Regions from separate parts of the Mus musculus genome. Here region 2 is linked to region 1. A link is a contact called in public Hi-C data. All regions are on one chromosome and are shown on one strand. The core of a region is the stretch at or near the end of the contact, and the rest is flanking DNA. Distances in the headings are between cores, read along the strand shown.

Region 1 (6,774 bases), core at 3,048-5,547:
AGAGTTAGGAAGGTAAACAGGGCACCTTTCTGAAGAGAACCATATGAAAAATCAAGATTAAAAAGATTAAGTTTTAATGTATAAAGCAGTGTTTTCAAGATGAGTAATTTTCACAAAATTCAAATTCAAGAGGAGTAGTTGGTGTATGTTGCGAATAGCTGAGGCAGTGGGCACTCAAGGGCACATACTGAACCTAAAAGATTACAATAAACTGGTATGTTAGCCTGTCTCTCTACTCCTGAGCATTTTCCATGTATTATGAGGAACTTAGCTTTACATTCCTTAAGATCAACAAATACCCTATACCTGCCTAAGAGTATTACACAAAACACAAAATTTAAAAAAAAAGTATTGATTGGCAGTACAGCTTGTTATAATTCATCAAATAAACTTAAGTTAATAAAACATCACATTTATTTGTCTTAATTGATTTTACTGGAGTATAACAAAAGACTTTTGTTTCTAGAGAACTACTGCTCTCTGGAAACTAACATAGAATTCCTGCCAAACAAATCACATTGCATTCGGGTAATCACATTATTACAACAAAATGAAGTATAATAAGGTAAAATATGAAGTGAGGATAGATCAGAATGTATTTTCAAGACACAAATCAAGAAAGTAAGATGCAAGGAATGAGTACCGGGGATGGGAAATGGCACAAAATTCAGAAACACAGAGCAAATAGGATCTGAGGATTCAGATGGTCGAGGGAGGCTTGGTGGGGAACAGAATCTGGATTTACACTTCAGTTTTAGCCACAATAAAAAGATAAAAGTGTCCAGAAGGTGCTGATGTCTTATCATTCACAAAAGAATCTTCTCTGCACACTTGATCAGTAAGCCTAAAAGAAGTCCTCATCCCAATGACAGCTCTAATTTTGCTTTTTCCTTAATCTACTTTATATATCCATTATAGACTATGCTACCTATAATATAGTTACATAATCACTTTTTAAATTAACTGTAGTCCTAGTCAAATATACTATTGTGTTTTCCATACTTGGTGTGACTGCAGTACAATTACTGCATAGCTAATACAACTGTCTAACCTCATAGTTTATTTGAAACTTATTACCCTAAATATAAAGTATATTATAATGGCTATATTTGTTCTACAACAAACAAGGTATCTTTTCAACTTCAAAAATATAAATATTTTATCACCCCTCTCACCCTGTGTATTCTCTTCACCGTCTTGTCTTCTCAAATTCTAATAAGCTTTCTTTCATATAAGGAAAATAGAAATATTTATTCTCATACTGCAAATGCAGGAAACAAGGTTCCAAGAAGAAAAACATATCTTGCCCGTGATAATATGGCTGGCAAATGGCAGGGCTTAAAATGTTTAAAAAAAAAAACTTATTCATAGGCCATTGTCCTTCCTACCATGCCATATGTATCAGACATAGACCATACTTAACTTCTGCCACTTGTCATGACCACTCTTTTCTTAAGAAACTTGGAGGTAACCGTGTGCTGCACTTTATTTCCAGCATTTACACATACATACCTCTGAATTTATTTCATTTAAAAATTTCTCTACTTGCTTTACAGCCTCTACTGTTCATCATCCATCTGGTTTGAGTCTACCTGCTCTATACTAATTTTATCTGAAATAAAATTCTCCTGCATCACTATCACGTTCATTACTTGAGGGTATTAGGATTTTTTTTCAGAATATGGGAAAGGAAATAGAAATAAATAATCAAGACATGATTCTCCTGTGTAGCAATTCAAATTTGGCTTCCAGGGCTCTTTCACATATTTGTTTCAGAACCGCTATTAAGTTCTTCCTTAACTGATATAATATCTATTACTTCATATTGTATTCAAATTTCACACAATTGATTAAATCTATTTAATTCTAAATAAACTTGGGCCTTAAGTAAACTAATAACTATAGATTTGATGTTTTTATAATAAACTTTCTAGGAAGAGCTGAGACAATGACTGAAACTTAACCTGATTTTTCTTATTATGTATTTATATTATGTATTCAATCACATTTATAAAACTATATTCATTTATATCATACAAATGACTTAAAGGTGGTTTTTTTTCTCATATAAGTCATATCAAAATTACACTGAAAGGTAACACCCAAAAAGAGCAATGAAGAAAATATACCATCTCATAAAGTAATACTATAATATCTTTATATAGCAATGTTACATTTTTTTTTTTTTACTATTTCTCATCTTCTTTCCCTGTCCAAAATTCTGCTTGTTCATTGGAAGCTCAAAATCAAAGTATAATGGCCTAAATGTTTTCCTCTGAATCAGAACACGTTGCTTTGCTTTTCTGGGAATTCTGAGTTCTCACAAGAATTGAGCCCATAGGATTTGTATGCTTATCAAGGGTCTAAGATCCCTTTTTTTCTAATATCTAGAATTTTAGAACACTGTCACTGGGCACATTAATCTATTATCTACTTAATTCTAGCAACATGTTGAGAGCCTTATTCATTTTACAACTAGACAGAGAAAAGGAATAACAGTTTCTCAGAATGAAAACCCAGGAAGCCAAATGGCTGTCATTTCTCCTTCAGTTTAGTACGTATACACAAACGTATTTTGTCCACTTATTTGGCTTTAACACCTTGGAAATACTACTTTTTGTGTGTCTTTTCCTTCTCTTTAAAATACCATTGTTGCTTATAAACCGATGCCAAAGTTAATATCTAAAGTGTTTTTATTCATTCAAATCAACTTAGTACTAGGCTCTTTGATACTGACGTCTCAACAATTTCCAGCCCTGCAAATGTATGTGTGTGTGTGTGTGTGTCTCCTTGTTTCTTCACAACAGTAAAGTAGAAATATAACAGGCCCTAAAGCCAATTCAAAACTTACCTTGCAAATCTGGAAATAGTCTGAAGTCAGGCTTTCCTGAATTTCCTCTCTCGGAAGCCCTGCAGTCCCTCCTGGATGGACAGAGCCACTTCCAGCCCCACCACTGTTACTGCCACTGCTGCTACCACTGCCAGGGGAAGAGGCAGTTAAGCCATCCAAAACTTTTCGGAAATTAAACTTCTTCATTTTAAACACTGTCGAAAAATTAAAAGGAAAAGAGAAGTGGTCACAAACATGGAATTTTACGGGGCAAAAGCCTCTATCTTTTCATTAGTCAAGGCAGGAGTAGCTAGTCCCCATTTTATGAGCATTGGATGTAATCGACGGGGAAGAGGGGTTCGGGCTTCATGTCCTCAAATTTTAACTTTAAAAGGGATATCTTTATAAGATAAAGAGAACACAACTCCAAGAGCAACAGTATTCCTTCCTTCGCACATTCAGATTTTCAAGGGCTTTATCCCCAGCTGTAGCTATGCTTTATCAGCACTGGGGTAAAAATAAAAGGCCGTGTCATCATCGTCATTAGCATTATATCATCATTATTATACAATCAAACCAGAGCCCAACAGACCAAGACCCTATGGACTGTTCTGAAAGGGGGGCTTTCCTTCTTCAGGGTCAACTCATAAATTTTTATTATCGGAAAAAACGATGTTGTAGGGGAACCAGTATTTACTCTTCCACCATGTTTGGGGCTCCCCCCCACACAATCCCATCATCTTCAAAGCTTCCTTTTTCTCAATAGAAACTAGGGGACAGGAAAAAAAATGGCTTTTTTCCATCCCATATACCCAAAAACCTAGACCCCAAAACATCTGCGGTGACTCACGGCCACAGCCGACGGGAGGGGCGAGCGGGGACCGCCTGCCTCCACCTGTCCCCAGCTCCTCTCTTCTGCCCCTCTCCCGCCTCTGGTCTCCCGTGTCCCCTCCCCGCCCGGCTCCCCCTCTGCACAGCAGCGGCTCTCCGGGGGATGTGAGGCGGTGACGCCTGCGGCCCGAGTCCCGCCTCAGCCTGCGGGGCGCGCAGAGCTGGCTCTCTCGCTCCCTCCCAGCCAAGCAGGGCGCTGAGGCTACCACCGCGGGCTACGAGCCCTGGAGCCCTCACAGACAGCCGGGAAGCCACACGCACCTCAGACAGCTGCGCGGGCGCGCTCTCCCTCTTGCACAGGCACACACACACACACACACACACACACACACACACACACACACACACACACACAGGCGTGCGCACAGGTGTGAGGGCAAGCCGCGATGGGACAGCACGGGTGTCCCTGGGGACCCCAGACTTAGCACCTTCCTCAGACGCCACTAGCCGCCGGCCAGCCCGTGAGGCGGAGGGCGCGGAGGCTGCAGGCTCACAGGCGGGCGAAGGTCCAGCCCGGATCCGGCCGCTTCTCGGGTCCCTCTGGTCCTGGTGCCTGGCGCTCTCCGAGGTCCTAACCGAGCGGGCGGGTCTGTCTCAGGCTCCGCCCCCGCCGTGGGAGGTAGGCCCCGCCCCAGTCGGCCCGCACCCTCCTCCCTCCCAGACTCTCGCGCCGGGGGCGGGGCACTCTGGGCACCAGGGGGGCGGGACATCCTCTCGCCAATCACAAGCTCCACTGACCTAAGTCTTAGGGATTCCAGGCAGGAAAGAAGTTTGGGGATAGGTCAGAGAAAAAGCCAGTGACAGGAGGAGGGGATCATTTAGGAAAGTAGGTGATGTATTTGATTGACAGCCATACTAGCCAGTATGCCTTGGCGCCGTGCTTTGGGGGCTGTAATTGGTGCTACCTGTTGAAGGACGCAAGTGTGAATCAATAGAATGCTTGCAAGCTTGAGAACTTGCGCTCCGGGAGTCCCAGGCTGCAGAAAGGGTTACCTTAGGTCGTGCTCTGGACTGTATTGTGGACCCGGCTTTTGGACCGGGCTTATTTTGCAGCCTTCCCCCACCCCCCAGCACCCCTTGAATCTATTTCTGCTCACCAGGGCCAGGTGCATCTAATAGACGATCTCGCTGCCCTGCTATATGCGTTGAACGTAGATTTGTAAATAATCCCTACAAACTGTTAGTTCTCTCCATTAAGTCATCTGTACCAAAATGAATTGGTTTTCGGTGGAAATGTTGGCTTCCAAATCTTAAGGAAATGATTTGCCTACTTTATACAGCCTATGGAAATAGACCAGCGTTCCCCTTCTCCACATAGACAAATTAAATTTTTGAGGAAACATTTCTCTCAAATCATGACAAGATGCATCTTAAGCTTTTTTCTCATTTGAATCATTTTGGAAAATACTCTATTCCATACAGGAAAAAGAAACATCGCACCATTGTGAAGAAGGTGATGTAGTTCTGAGCCCTGACTGGCTTTTGGTAAAAGGCTCAAGGTCCATAACTAACTGTACACTTTAATCTAAGCAACAGGGATCATTAGAAATCGTCCCAAATATTTACTGTCCTACATCTTAGGTATGAAACACCACTTCCAGACCCATCCCTTTCTCTGTCAGAGATGAGAGGGGAGAAAGGGAAGACTTGAATGCCTTATGAATTACTCAGGCAAATAGCAAAGAAACCATGGCGATCAAATCGCGCTCAGATTTTCGGAAACTCAGCTCGGTATTCACATTCTCATTTTGAATGTTCTACTCCTTAACACTTGCAGCACTTCTTTTTGTAACCCTCTCACACTTTCACGGTCAAACCCAGATAGTGATTTTCTTAATAACCATTAAGGAGTAGAACTTTGTGCTTCTAGTTAATTTAGTACCTGGCACAGTATTTCTCTTAGAAAGAGCATTCAAAGGGCTTTAGACAATGGATTAGTTACTGGCTATAAGATAAAGATTTATGAGATGATATCTAACTTATCATGCTTGGGAGGAGTGAAAAATAAGTATGGAAACAAATTTCATATGTGTTATAAACTGGATCTTGAAGTGCTTCTAAATCCTATATCAGATACCTAACAATACCTGTCTTTTGCTGTCTCCTGTTGCCTTTTTTTTTTTTTTTTTTTTCCTTTCTGGCCCATTGTTCATTTCCAAACATCGGAGTTAATGAGAGCTAAAAGATTTTCTTCCTCTTTTTACGTCTAGCTTTTCTTTGAAAGGAGGCGATTTGGTGAGTTAACCATTATTAAATAGAGTGATGGATTTAGAATGCTTTCTTTGCTTCAGCAAAATTTGACCTACCTACTTAAGGGTCAATATGAAAACAAGCCCACAGCATGTGGAGGTCTGGCCTTTTGGTAAAAGTGAAGGAAGAAGATATTCCAGTTCAGCAAAGAGACATAAAATGTTTACAAACAAAACTTAGGTCACTCATCACAAGCATCATACTATCACAAATGTATTCTATGAAAAAAAAAAAAAACCAGAACTGATAAAGGAAAAGCATATTAAACAAGTTAACAAAGATCATGAAGGGAATTCAACAACCTGCTAAGTTAAAAAAAAAAGCTATAAAACACACAGCAGTCCAGATGGGATGACAAATAGGTATGAAAAGTAGAAGAAATGTTGTGTCAAAATATACACGTTTCCAATAAATATTAGAAAGTTAAAACAGCTGGTAAGGTGACTCGGTGGTAAAACATTTGTCTAACTTGTGCAGGGCTGTGCTTTCATTCTCCTAAATAAACACACACATAAAATTAAAAATAAAATGAAATACTATAGTTAGGACTCTCTGGCATAATTTTAAATATTAGCAATTCTCTACAGTAGCACAATAACTTATACATGGTGAATATCCAGCATATGTTAACTTGAATATAAGATAACAAAAGGCAGGAGGCACCTTGTATGTTGGGAAACAGTAAAAAGAATCTTACTACATGAATCATAATGAAATATTTGTGAATGCACATTCCATCCTGAGTTAAAAAGCAACAGGGTGTTATTGTATAAACATTTGGGAAAGGGAATGAGATCAGAAGA
Region 2 (6,774 bases), core at 1,823-4,322, 38 kb after region 1:
TAGTGTCAGTCATGTAACAAGCATCCTATGTCTGCAGCTCCTCAAACCACTGGCTACTGGCTTACAATCAAATGAAAGCATCTGACGCCCCCACCTTGGTGTTTTGCCCTTGTTGAAGCCTTCTAAACTCTTTCTATTCAAAGGACAGATGAAGAAATAAAAAAGTTTGGGGTGTGTGTGTGTGTGTGTGTGTGTGTGTGAGTGTGTGTTAAATGGACCAAGCCAAGCACATTACTTCCACTCACATGGTCATAGCTAACCACAGTGGAAGCTAGAAAACGTGGTCCAGTCTACCTGCTAAGGATGAAGTGGGTGGGAGAGAGAAATGTATTGGGTTGAACAGGAGTAACAGGTGCTCAAGCCAGAAATGTGAGTTGAATGTAGTTTAAAAAAAAAAAAAAAACTGGGAGGAGAGAGTGAGAGATGATGAAAAAGGTTACAGACAGAGGTGAGGGCATGAAGAGGCAGGTGAGAACATGGTGTCTAGGAGATGAAGGTTGGTTGGTGAGGATGGAATAGAAAATTGGAGCTGCTGAAGCAAGTGACAGGTAGACCATAAATATCTCTGCAGACCATTTTAAGAAAGGTTGGCTCTATTAGTCATGCCATGAGAGATTTTAAATGCCAGGCAAGTCATACCACTGAGTCATATTCCTAACCCTTACAGGCTTTAGCCAGAGAAAGGAAATGACCAGCTTAGGGATTTAGAAACATGGGAGTCTTGTGGAAGTTGGAGGAAGGATTGAGGGACCCGAAGAAGATAGGGGACTCCACAGAAGTCGCTATCAACTAACAGAATCAACTAACCTGGACCCTCAGGGGCTCCCAGAGACTGAACCACCAACTAAAGAAATACATGGGCTGGACCTAGCTCCCCCCCCCCACACACACACACATATGTAGCAGGTGTGCAGCTTGATCTTCATGCATGTCTCCCAACAGTTGGAGCAGGGGCTGTCCCTGAATCTGTTGCCTGTCTGTTGACCCCATTTCCCTAACGGGGCTGCCTTATCTGGACTCAATGGGAAAGGATGCACCTAGTTCTATAGAGACTTAATGTGCCAGGATGGGGTGATAACCAGGGGAGTCCTCCTCCTTCTCAGAGGAGAAGGGAAGAGGGGCTGGAGGAAAGAGCTGGGGGAGGGGGAACTGAAAGGAGAGGAGGTATGATATTGGGATGTAAAGTGAATGCATAAATTAATAAAAAAAGAAACAATTATTCAAACAATGTGGAAAAGAAAGTGGAAGAATTGGTGGATAATAAGAACACAAATAGTGTAAGAAATCATTTCAGCCATAAAAGTTGTAGACCTTGAACGAGGGCAACGTCACAGTGAGGCAGGGGGATGGAGGCTGGCTTGATAACATTTAGGAGACAGAGTTGAAATAATATAATTTCTGGCTATATGCGGATTGCATATAAAATCAGTCTTTGATATTTCAGATTTTCATCTGCACTTCAGCAATATACATTGCTGAATATACTTGCTGGTTCAGCTCAGTAAGCCAGAGCTGATGCTTCTAATCCATGTAACGCCAAGGTTTCAATCTTTGGAATGAGGTTAGTGTGTTTCTAACCTACTGAAAAACCTATCACAACAATATACTCTATTTGGAATTATAAATTCATGCTGGGACTTGTACTTCTTGTCCAAGGCCATTTGGCAGAAGTCATTACCTAAGTCAATAACCAAGATGAATTAGGAAATTCCCAAGTGACTCTGGGCACCTGATACTGTACTTTTCTCATCCCATAGACTTCTAAAAATTATGGAATTGCCCAAATTAAAACAACTTTTTCTGCCTCATCCAAAATCAGGCTACATTTTGGTTTGGAGTGATAGTTTAATTTTCTCCCAGGCTGAAGAAGCAAAAACATCTTTGTCAGACAAGAAGCAAGATGTGCCAACAGTCTTGCTGAGCAAAGGCATTGCCATCATATTTCTGAACATATTCGGTTGGCAGAATCCCAGATTGGGTTCTGAGACCTACCACCTGAAGACATTCTGTTTCTGTAATATCAAATCACCAAGATGCTGTTTGCCAAGACTCACACGGTTGCCCACCTGGCCAGCACTGACCACTTTAGAAATTGCGATAGCCATCAGAAGATCCTGGCTGACATTGTGGAAATCAGGCAATGCCCACTAGCCAATCATTGCCCACAAACTGATCATTAGAAGTTAAACTAATTCCTCGATTCAGAAACTGTGTGGTATGTCTTCCTGACCCTTCACTGATTTGTGGTTCTGAGAGATATCATAGTGTTTGCCTGTCTCTTCATCCCTCTCTGAGAGTCCTTAGCGTAACTAGCACTTTCTTGGCTGCTCGTAAATCTCATTTATGTCTATGCTCTGAATAGATTTTGGTGCCACACACTGATTTTTCAACCTCTAAATTTCACATCTGGCTCCTCCTCAGAATGAAAGATGCATTTCTTCTGGGTACCTCACTTTCATCCTACTCTAATGTTCCTCTGCCTTCTGCAGAGTTTTGTCTGGTATTGAGGCTCTCACAACACCCCGAGACATCGTTTCTGACCTCTTCAACTGGATTATTTATTGAAGACCATCTGTCTCTGCAGGTATTGTAGCACTTGGTTTTCAGCACTATAATATGTGACCATAGGACTAATCTCATAGATTTCTCTTTTTGAGGGGTGGGGAAGGGGCAATTTGGGAGGTTTTTGGCAATAGGAATTGGCTAATCACTCCTGCTTCTTACTAAATTTTTTTTCCTCCTTGGTTCTTACAATTAGAAATCCAATTTGAGTCTCAAAATAGATTTTGAGCAGATCCCATCTTTATCGCATAGTTGACAAATGCACTATTTCATTCTGATAAAATAACTTTTCAGTGTTGGGATTAGCTAAAGCCAGGGGTCATTACCTCACAGCCCCAAATAGTCCACCAGAGGATTTTGGATAATATAGGAGTTAGCTGCCTGGACTGGCTGCAGAGTAGCAGCTGGGCTGCTGGCCGTAACTCGGCCACTATTGGCAGTCACCATCTCATACAGCATCCTGGCAGCTATGCAAGAGGTGGTCAGTGATTCCAGCCAGATGAAGCCCAAGACTCCCAGCAGGAAAGGTACAGCAGCAAGCACCACGGCTCCTCCTACCAGATCACAGCGCCTGCTGCTGCTACCATCGCAGTGAGGTAGAGCCTTCTGCCTACTCAGCTGATTTCAATTTTTCTGGGAATCTTTTTGAGGCTTTCAACATTTTTATGATGGGTAATAAATAATAAAGTCTTTTCAAGAACAAGGGACACATATATATGTATCTCCCCAAATGCTTTCAAATTACTTATTAGACATTATTGTTCAATCCAGCCAATGTCTTTTCATTCTCTACTGCAGAAAAGCCAGTAGCTCACAGTTAACTCACTATACGGAGTATTGTCTCTGATGTTCTCTCTCACCCCAAACTCAATAAAAATCACAAAAAAACAATGCATATACATACACACACACACACACACATATACATATGTATATATACACATACATATAGAACATAAATCATAAAAATTAAACTCACCGAGTATATATATATATATCAGATCACAGCGCCTGTGTGTGTGTGTGTGTGTGTGTGTGTATACACACACACACACACACACACACACACACATATACATATATATGCATTGAGTCTGGGTTTTGTGATTTTTTTATAGGTTTTTTTTTTCCTAGATGGTTATCCAGTCAGCAGTAAGTACTATAAGATACAAATTCTCACTAATTCTTCTATTTGAAATCCCATTACTGGCTTATACTCTGAATCCCAAGTAAGCCTTTCTTTAATGTAGTGTATAGTAGAAAAATGAAGTGGTGGTTTTAAGACTCTCAAACAGTGAAACCTAACACGTATAGTGCATCGTGTTAGCTGCATTAACTGCTCTTATCATACATAAATCTTCACAACAAGAACTACATTCTTTAAATATTTATTTGTGTGTGTCTGTGTTTGTGCACGCGCGCGCCTGTGTAAGTATATGCAAGATATGTCAGTGCCCACAAAGACCAGACGAGGGCATCAGATCCCTTGAAGCTTAAGTTACAAGAGTCCATCTGACTGGGATGCTAGGAAACAAACTCAGGTCCTCTGGAAGAGGTTCTGAACTGCTGAGCCATCTCTCTAGCCTTATTATCACCCCTTCTTTTAGATAAGGGAAAGATAACTAAAGCTAAGAAAGATTGAACCAGGACAAAACAAAATCAGATTCTGTAGTCCAATGTGATTCAATACCCACATGACTCTAACAATATTATTCTCTATATAGTGAGTGTCAATTCTGTGGTTTGAAACAGTGGCAGAATAGTTAGTTGGACTAGGTCTGGGATCAGAGACTAGGAAAACATTCCAAGATAGATCAAGCCTAGGAACTAAACATCAGAGCATATGCAAGAGATTTTAATTTTAACACATATTAGTTTTCTCTTCCTATCATAACAATGATCACAAAATTAGCATTTGCAAACCATTTGAATTTATTGTGCTACAATTCCATAGCTCAAAAGTCCAGCATAGGTCTCACTGGACCAAAATCAAAAAATGATGTTGATGTTGCATTGCTTTCTAGAAGCTCTAGGAGAAAATTCATTGTCTTGCCTCTCCCAGCTACAATTCTTGGCCACTTTCCCCTTCTCTTCGCCTTCTAAGCCTATGACATAGCTTCCCTTAGATTCTGCATTACTTTAATCTTCTTTGGCCTCCATCTTCTGCTTCTAAAGACTCTGTGGCAACATGCAACACACTCAAATACCAGGTTAAAACAAAGCAAAATAACAAGAACAAAAATGTATCCAGTCTTCCAAAGGAATGTTGGGGTGGGGAATTAATAAGCAGTTATAAATTGAGTCTCTCTCTCTCATTCTCTCTCTCTCTCTTTCTCTCTCATTCTCTCTCTCTCACACACACATACGCACACAGAGACTAACACATAGACACACACAAGCATATACACATGCACAGACATACACACTCACATATAAACACATACACACAGACACAGACACACACAGACACATACACACACAGACACACACATACATACATACATACATACATACATACATACATACACACACCCATATATATATATATATATATATATATATATATTCTCACATCTGAACCTCCAGTATCTCAGATATAATCTTAATATTTGAAACATTGTCTCTGCAGAGCACTTAAGATCATAATGTAGAAGTATGAGCCCCTACTCCAATATTACTGATGCCTCTATAAAAAGAATGCCATAGTGGGGGCACTTGGGCACAGGTTGGAATGCCTGTTACACTGAAGACAATCAGAGTGATACCTGTACAGGTCAAAGAATATCAAACATTGGAAGTACCTCAGAGGGTGGAAAAGAAGCAGGGAACAGATCCTCACAGCCTTCAGGGGGAACCAGGCCTGGTGACATCTGATTCTTGAGCTCTCAGCCTCCAGAATCCTGAGTTCATTGATTTCTGTTGTTCAAGGCACACAATTTCTGGCACTTCGTTATATCATCTCTGAGAAACTCCTACTTAAACTTTCAAGAACATGAAATCTGGAGACACTGTCAGGGAGCTCTGCCAATACTCTGTGCAGGAAATGAGATGTAAGATAGAACACCAGGGTTAGACAGCAACCAAGGACAAATGTGACTTGATACCAAGTCAGCTAATCCAGCTGGACACCTTCTAAGACTCAGGGAAGACACAAAACCTGCATGTGGGAGAAAGAGGCACCCAGTGATGAACTCAGGGACAGGTCAGATGATTATCATTTAGTGACTTAACCTTGTGACAAACACCTTCTTTCAAGTGCTTGGTCAATTTGTTTATTGATTCTTTGTGGTTGCCTTGCCTACAAATGAAGGCCACTAAAAGGTTTCTGTGTATTCAATTGTTTTAAATATTTGGTTACTCAAGGAAGTTAATTGGTTGCCTCTCTGTTCACTTGGCCGAAAGAACATCTGGTGGGAGAAGACTGGAAAATGAAACCCGCCTTTCTGTTGTGTGGTTTCTTCCATTTATATCCATAAAGGACTTCTCTAAAAAAGAAACTACAATATGTTTCTCACGTATAAAAAAAAAAAAAAATGGTGTTTGCCAGGCACAATGATGCATGCCCAAGTCAAAGAATGCCAAAGCAAAGCCTATCACTTTCCAGTTGGGAGCAGGAGGATCCGGAGTTTAAGGACACGTTTATCTACATTGTGAGTTCTATGCCAGTCTGAGCTACATAAAACCTTGTCTCAAAAAACAAAACAAGCTAGGCATGATGAGAGGCAGAACCAAGAAGATCTCTGAGTCTGAGGCCCACCTAGCCTATATAATGAGTTCCAGGCCAGTCAGGGCTACATGTTGAGACCCTGTCCCCCCAAAAATACACATTTTTACATATCTATAAAATTTAAATATATTTTTTGTTTGTTTGTTTTTTAAAGATTTATTTATTATTATATCTAAGTACACTGTAGCTGTCTTCAGATGCACCAGAAGAGGGCATCAAATCTCATTACGGATGGTTGTGAGCCACCATGTGGTTGCTGGGATTTGAACTCAGGACCTTCAGAAGAGCACTCAGTGCTCTTAACCACTGAGATATCTCTCAGCCCCTTAGTACAGGGGAACGCCAGGGCCAAGAAATGGTAGTGGGTGGGTAGGAAAGTTGGGGGGAGGGTATGGGGGACTTTTGGGATAGCATTGGAAATGTAAATGAAGAAAATACCTAATTAAAAAAAAACACATAACATTTAAGATGGCATGTAAGTTTTC

What was found. Hi-C and Micro-C count contacts between places; a contact is called where the count stands out from the background.
Region 2: a Hi-C map of cerebellar granule neurons shows a contact between it and region 1, with 2.1 times the contacts expected there. The contact joins the enhancer-like site here to the promoter of Stxbp5l in region 1. A contact is called at or near these places in 8 of 484 Hi-C or Micro-C datasets (the N1E-115 cell line, brain, cerebellar granule neurons and 5 more), 1 of 115 datasets of contacts at active chromatin or transcription factors (embryonic stem cells) and 3 of 9 other capture datasets (adipose tissue, liver and pancreatic islet).

The regions. Positions count from the first base shown.
Region 1 is chr16:37,380,661-37,387,434 of GRCm38.p6, forward strand. It overlaps Stxbp5l (syntaxin binding protein 5-like), which reads right to left and starts at 4,298. Exons shown (of 28, transcript NM_172440.3): 1 at 4,150-4,298; 2 at 2,852-3,045. The coding sequence starts at 3,037.
Region 2 is chr16:37,420,064-37,426,837 of GRCm38.p6, forward strand. No RefSeq gene overlaps it. Among named protein-coding and RNA genes, the nearest start is that of Stxbp5l, 38 kb to the left of the region's middle. Within about 2 kb of position 3,073, at least 4 of the 459 cell types and tissues checked have an H3K27ac peak or open chromatin away from gene starts, as enhancers often do. A contact at or near this core is called in cerebellar granule neurons and cerebellum, where this site is marked.